2 separate regions of the Zea mays genome follow, and region 1 is linked to region 2. A link is a contact called in public Hi-C data. All regions are on one chromosome and are shown on one strand. The core of a region is the stretch at or near the end of the contact, and the rest is flanking DNA. Distances in the headings are between cores, read along the strand shown.

Region 1 (3,587 bases), core at 1,016-3,515, 240 kb before region 2:
CGACGGGGCAGCACGGCGGTGACGGGGACGACTGCGCGGGCGACCGGTGCGGGTGTGGCAGCACGGCGGTGGCGGTGGCGGTGTGGCTGCACGACGGCGGGCAGCACAGCGGATGGGGCAGGCAGCGCGGCGGGCAGGGCAGCAGCGCGGCGGGCGGAGCGGCAGCGCGGTGGGCAGCGCGATGGCGGGCAGCACGGCGGTGGCGGTGTTGCTGCACGACGGCGGGCAGCACAGCGGGCGGGGCGGGCAGCGCGGCGGGCGGGGCAGCAGCGCGACGGGCGGAGTGGCAGCGCGGCGGGCAGCGCGGTGGCGGGCAGCACGGCCGCGGGCTGCACGGCGGGCGGGGCGGGCAGCGCGGTGGCGGGCAGCACGGCGGTGGCGGTGGCGGTGTGGCTGCACGACGGCGGGCAGCACAGCGGGCGGGGCGGGCAGCGCGGCGGGCAGCACGGCCACGGGCTGCACGGCGGGCGGGGCGGGCAGCGCGGCGGCGTGTGTGGCGGCGGGCGGGGCGGGCAGCGCGGGCAGCACGGCGGGGCGCAGCACGGTGGCCGGCAGGGCCGTGGCTGCGACGGGCAGCACGGGGACGACGGTGGTGCGCGCTGGGAAGATGGAAAATGAAATGGTGTTCCTTGGTCGCGCGGTTAAATCGCTTTATCTCCGACGACTGTAATACGGGCCGTCGGAGATAACCTTATGTCCGACAGCCCTCTGACAGCCGTCGGAGATAGGGCGTTATGTCCGACGGTCAGCCCAGGCGCTCGGACATAAGGCTACTTCCGACGGTCTCCTGCGCGGCCGTCGAAGATAACAAGGCCGTCGGAGATGTTTGTTTTTACTGTAGTGCAACACTTGGTATTCAAGGTTTGCGTTTCTTCAAGCTATTAAAAAAGCAAGACATTTCATATATACTAGCGAGGCTCAATAAGCTCTACATTAACTCAAAAAGTATCTAATGAATCCCTCGATGCTGGTTGCCCTTGAATTAGGGGAGACACTCTAGTTATACATCTTGGCCACCAATGATGTGGTCAGCACACCCCTGGTAGTGGAGCGGTAGAGTCCTAACATGTGTAGTTCTTGGTCTACTTCATCTCGAAGATACTCAACGCGTCCAAATTAAGATACTTTGATATCATAAAGATGGCATATGCTTTGCTCATTACTTCTCGCAAGTTAGTGCATTACTTCAAGCACATCGAATCGAAGAACACACATCTTCAACACTAGGGAAAGTACTACACAATAAAGACACCACTGGTAGAATTGTCAAGTGGGCCAGCAAACTCAGAGTATATGACATTGTCTTTAAGCCAAGAACAACTATCAAAGCTCAAGCCCTTAGTGACTTCGTCGCCAACTTGACAAAGATACAGATACCGTCTAAGTCAAAACCTTTAGACTATTGGACCGTCAATTTCTATGGATCCTTGCAACTCACTGGAGCAGGAGTGGGAGTGGTGGTTACTTCTCCGAAAGGTGAGAATTTTAAGTACATTCATTAAATACAATTTCTAGTATTAAACAATGTTGCTGACTATGAGGCTATGCTACTCAGTCTGCGAATTACTTCGCTCTCGACATTCGTCGGATCTGAGTTCTAGGTGACTCGTTACTTGTAATAAATCAAGTCAACAAAGAGTGGACATGTAGTGATGACAAAATGATGAGTTACTACCAAGAAATTTGGAAGCTCGAAGAAAAGTTTGCCGGGATCGAATTTACGCATATCTTGTGGGCTAAAAATAAAGAGGTAGACACATTGGCAATAATAGGATCATCAAGATCCCTTGTGCGACCAGGAGCCTTTTTGGCAAAATCAACTTCCCCAACCATTGGTAAGATGGTTGAGTCTCCTTCGGCCGAGTTAGCTAAACAGCTAGGCTCGGAGATGCTTGATGGTGGAGATCTCAGGGTAATGGTCATTAAATTGGATTGGCATGCACCTTTCGTCAAATATTTGCTAGACAGGGTCCTTTCTGAAGTCAAAACGCTAACCCTAAGTGCAGCGAAAATCTAAAGCTTGTGTATTAACAAACGACAAGTTATATCAAAAAAGCGCTTCAGGAATCTTGATGAGATGTGTCCCCACCGAAGAAGGAAGAGCACTGCTCAGTGAAATCCATTCAGGCATATGTGCAATTCATGCATGGGCTAAAACACTAGTTGAAAAAGCCTACCAGCATGGTTTTTCTGGCCAACTACGGTAACTGATGCCCAACAAATTGTGCGAACATGTGAAGAATGTCAATTCTTCGTGCACTAGGCCCACGTTCCGGCTGTGCAACTCCAGACCATCCTGGTCACTTGGTCGTTCTCTACTTAGTGTTTAGACATTGTGAGACCTTTCAAACCGACCAAAGGTATCTTTGCGGCTGACAAATTAACCAAGTGGATTGAAGCAAAACTTGTGTCAAAGATCACAGCCACAAGAGTTGTGGAGTTCATCCAGGAAATCCCTAACCAATTCGGCATCCCAAGATCCATTATATTATATCAGATAATAAGAGTCAATTTACTTCTCAAGTACTTATGGAATTTTGTTCTGAAAACGAGGTCATAGTGAACTTCACTTCTGTCGCTCATCCCCAAAGCAATGTCCAGATGGAAAGGGCCAATGGCCTTATTCTTATGGGTTTGAAGCTTAGGATCTTCGATCGCTCACATCCATATGCAGGGAGGTGGGTCGAACAGTTATCAGCAGCACTCTAGGGGCTACGGACGTTGCCGAGTTCCACACCAGATCAGACCCGTTCTTTTTAGTATATATGATGATGAATCTGAGGCCCATTCAACAAGGGGCTATTTATCAAAGGTAATATAAAAAGTTATTCAGACAATCAAATTTAACAAGAGGCTATTTAGTCACATTCTCTAGAAATAACTTAAACTTGGAACGGTGCATTTGTCATCCACTGTACATTTTCCAGTTACCATCGCAATATCATGACCCAACATGAAGGTAGATTACACCAGCAGACCTGCAGGTTACATAAACCAATCACTCTTCATCATCTTCATCGTCATCATCCGGAATGGCAGTGTCATCGCCAATACCCTGCAGAAGGGTATCCACATCTTCCCCGAGCTCTGCCAGCCTTGTGCTCAGCTTCTCGACCTTCGTTTGCTCCTGCCCAAGGCAGACGAGTAGATCATTCAGTTCTGCCTCACTGTCCTTCTCAGCCTCTTCCTTAGCTTGCGCTTTTATTGCTTCCACGTCAGGATATGGCACGCTGCCTCCCTGCCGCAAGGCTTTTACCTCGGCATCCAAGCGGTAGTTGGCCTGCTCTATGCTGTTGTAAGCTTCTGACAAGCTCTTGAGATCAGACTCCAGTTTTACTGAAAGGTTTCTTTGGTTGTTAGCTTCAGCTTCAATCTGGGACTTCTCACTTTTGAGTGCCCCTATCTGTCGTTTTGCCCCCTCCAGTTCTTGTCTGAGAGCTTCAATCTGGACCCTTTCTCGGCCACTGCTCGGTTTCTGTGAAGTATCTGTGGTCGTACCACCACCAGTTCTCAGTAACTCTTCTGCTAACATTGCATTCCGTGCCAGCAAGTCCTGACAGATGCCATTATAATAAATACCAGTGTCA
Region 2 (3,419 bases), core at 293-2,792:
GGGGGCGCCGGATGGGCCGCAGGACGAGGACTGGGCCACACGCTCGTGGAGGGGGATGCCGGTGGGCCGTGGGACGGGGCCTGGTCGATAGAGGGGGGAAAAGAAAGGTTTTTCCTTTTTCCATTTCTTTTTCCTTTTCCTGTTTATTTCTATTTTGAACTCAAAAACAAATCTACCCCAAACTCAAATTTGAACTCCACAAACATATGCATCAACCAAAATAAATAGAATTTAGGGTTCAACATGATGCAACAATTCATATCCCCTTAGGGTTTAATCTCCTAGAGTAATAATATATCTCCAAATAAATAATCAAAACTCTACTAAAAGGAAGAGAAAAGAAATCTATAGAGAGGAAAAAAGAGGTAACTCTTGAATTTGGTAGATATTAGAGGAGAAATTTTTATACCCCAAATTCAGGGTGTTACACATTCACCCCTTGTTCGCCTATTCGATCCTTCAAGTACTTATTTTGAATAAGTAATATGGCTAATGATTCATAATTTTTTTGATGCCGCTCAACATGAGAAGACTTAAATTTCATAGGTATAACTCAATTATTACCGATACTTAATTATTTATAGATGAATTATTGTTTAAAGCTGTACACTGAATAAAACCCCACGGGTGACTCGCAACCCACCTAAAATCCGAACCTGCTAGCTGCGAGAGACTTGCGGGTTTGGAATTGCACTTGTGTGTGCGACCGCGAACGAGTTTAGATAAACTTCACAAGTGTAATTGCAGGTAAGTTTTTGCTCTATCTAACTTGAACTTGACCCATTACCTCCCTAGGTGGGAGTATAAAAAAGTCTTTATGACTGAAACCAAGAATTCGTAGTCGGAGCATCGTAATCGTATTATTCTCGTAAATACAATACAATTTTCGAAAATCATCGTATTTAAAAATTTAAAATTTAAATGTCCGTCAATGTCATACTATAGTCGTTAATAAGTAGATTAATTATAATACAAGATATATTTTCAACCAATCGATAATTATTTTGGTCTATAAAATATGGCGTGTGACCATTCACATACTACAGTCTCGAGGCTAAGCCTAGAGATGGTAATTGGACCTCGATCCTCGATTCCCATGGAGAATTCTTCCATTACGAATTAGGATGGAGAAGGTTCTCCCCTATGGAGTTTCGGAAAAAAAATTCTCTTCCGACGGATAAACAGGGACCCGTTAAATTTATAGTTTAAGTGAGGTCGAAGATCCATGATGATGATTTATCTCTACGGGGAACTATGATAGAGAAGAAATATCACTCCCCATAAGAAACAAGGATAGAGAAAAAATATTCCTCCCAAAAGAAATAAGGATAGAGAAAAAAATATTCGCCCCTATAGTTAACAAGGATAGAGAAAAAATATCCCTCCTAGGAATTGGTGAGGCATGAAAAACTTTTTTCACAGGAACGAGGACCAACGGAAAAGTTTCCGTTTCCCTGCTCGAGCCGCTCCCCCGTCCTCTTCCTTCCTCTCGAGTAGCCTGCCCTCGGTTGGTCGCTGTCCTATTTCAATTTCGAATCTCCCCTTCCCCTCAGTCTCTCACACGCACGCTCCTCCCCTACGCAGCAAAACCCTAACCCTAGCTGCGGACGCCGTCGCCGCCTCCGCGCCCAACCGATGTCTGATTCTGAGGCGTCCCCACCGCCCACTCCGGCCGCCGCAACGCCCGCAGCGCTGGTGGAGACCTCCCCGTCCTCGGCGGTGGGCAGCGAACGTTCCCTGTTCCTCTCATCTCTCCTGTGCTAAATCTGATTTCTGTTATTCTGTTCGCTTGGGCTTGTGTTTGGATTTTCAGAGGAAGGAAGAACTGCTGCCTGTGGAGGAAAAGATCTCGGTAAGTATCCACTCGTGTGCTCGGTTGTCACGGGCGAAAATGATGCTGTGAGTGGTTTGCGGGAGCAAGTTGCTATGTTCCGCTGGGCCGTTGTTTGGTGCCATGCTGTGGTGTGTTTGGTTGAGAAGCCAAGAGCGGCTCCATTCTAGTTTCTAAGAATGGAGCCACTCACCACTCTATTCTGTGTTTGGCAATTGGCAAGCAGAACGTAGCCACTCTATTTTTTATTTGGTTGAATAGTAGAATAAAACGGAGCTGGTATGTTCTTTTTGTTTGGTTGGAGAGCCATATGACTGTGGAGGGGAGGGGAGGAGAGGGAGGAGACAAGAGAGACCTCACGGGAGAGCACTTGCGTCCAATCATTTTGGTGGAGCGGGAGAATCCCAAATATTTTGGGTATATTCCCATTTGGAGACTTCAGGAGCCGATCCACTCCTCTTTTATTGGAAACTAAATATCTAGAAAATAGGAATGGAGCCGCTACATTCTCCTCCACTCCTCGACCAAACACACCATAAATGTATGGGAACTTGAGATCACACAGCAGCATTCCCATTATTCTTCTTGTAGGAGAAAAGATCTTCACTTTTCGGTAACCACTGAGGCCCTTTTCCAGATTCAATGGGCTGTGGTCTTGTACTCTTGTCTGAAAAATCTAAGAAGATCTGAACACTTTAGAACTGGACCCTTTGTGACAATCAACCTCCTTGTTGTGCATGATCAACAACTTGGTTATGGGATTGAACTGACATAATGTTTTTAAGTTCTGTTGAAGTGAGTCAATTTTTTAGCGGTATTGAGCTGATAGAAAATTACTGATCAAGAAGATCAAAGATAAGCTTACAAATAAACATATTCTAGTTGAAAGACCCTACTCGATGGAATTTCAACAGAAATAGAAAACCGGCACAGCAATCAAGCTGATGCCACTTGCCCAAATATTCATACCAATTTGACACATTATTCGTGTACCGTCCTTGTTGATGAAACCGATGCATAGTACAAACATTCTGAATAGAGGTGTTTAATAGTTTTTTTAACTCCCCACTCAATCACATTATTGGTAGTCTATGCAGTAATGATGAGGCTATATCTGATTATCTTTGTTTAGCGAATTCTTTGTGGAAGTAACCTTTAGATCTCTAGAGTTATAAAACTATTTCCTTGTTCTGTTTCTTTTGAGCAGGAATTAAGTGAATCACAATCAGAGCTTCTAGGGAGGCTCCGTGGGCTTAAGGAGGTCTGTTCTAATTTGTCTAACTTATTATATTCACTCTATTTAATGTTGTTTTTGTTATTGACGTACGAATCATGAGGTTTTGGGAACAATTTGTTCAATCCCAATTTTCATGAGTTTCAGTGTCATGCTTGAGGATATTTTCCACATTGGTTTCAATATTTTAATTTAAAATTTGTGGAATTATCATAACAGAAATCTTGATATATTATTTTCTTATTTTCTGATGTTTCAGGATTTGCTGAGTTGGAGGAGTAATTTAGACTCCCAAGTGACGAAATACAAAGTGGTGAGTTTCTTTGTACTTCACGTTCATGTCAATATACTGAC

Evidence for each region. A called contact is a pair of places that touch in the nucleus more often than the background predicts.
Region 1: a contact with region 2 is called in a Hi-C map of ear, with 4 times the contacts expected there. The contact joins the enhancer-like site here to the promoter of LOC100193622 in region 2. A contact is called at or near these places in 2 of 25 Hi-C or Micro-C datasets (ear and tassel).

What each region holds. Positions count from the first base shown.
Region 1 is chr3:134,687,314-134,690,900 of Zm-B73-REFERENCE-NAM-5.0, reverse strand. No RefSeq gene overlaps it. Among protein-coding and RNA genes, the nearest start is that of LOC118476701, 21 kb to the right of the region's middle. Within about 2 kb of position 2,265, at least 6 of the 20 cell types and tissues checked have an H3K27ac peak or open chromatin away from gene starts, as enhancers often do. A contact at or near this core is called in ear and tassel, where this site is marked.
Region 2 is chr3:134,444,491-134,447,909 of Zm-B73-REFERENCE-NAM-5.0, reverse strand. It overlaps LOC100193622, which reads left to right and starts at 1,542. Exons shown (of 9, transcript NM_001138722.2): 1 at 1,542-1,719; 2 at 1,814-1,852; 3 at 3,039-3,092; 4 at 3,325-3,378. The coding sequence starts at 1,636.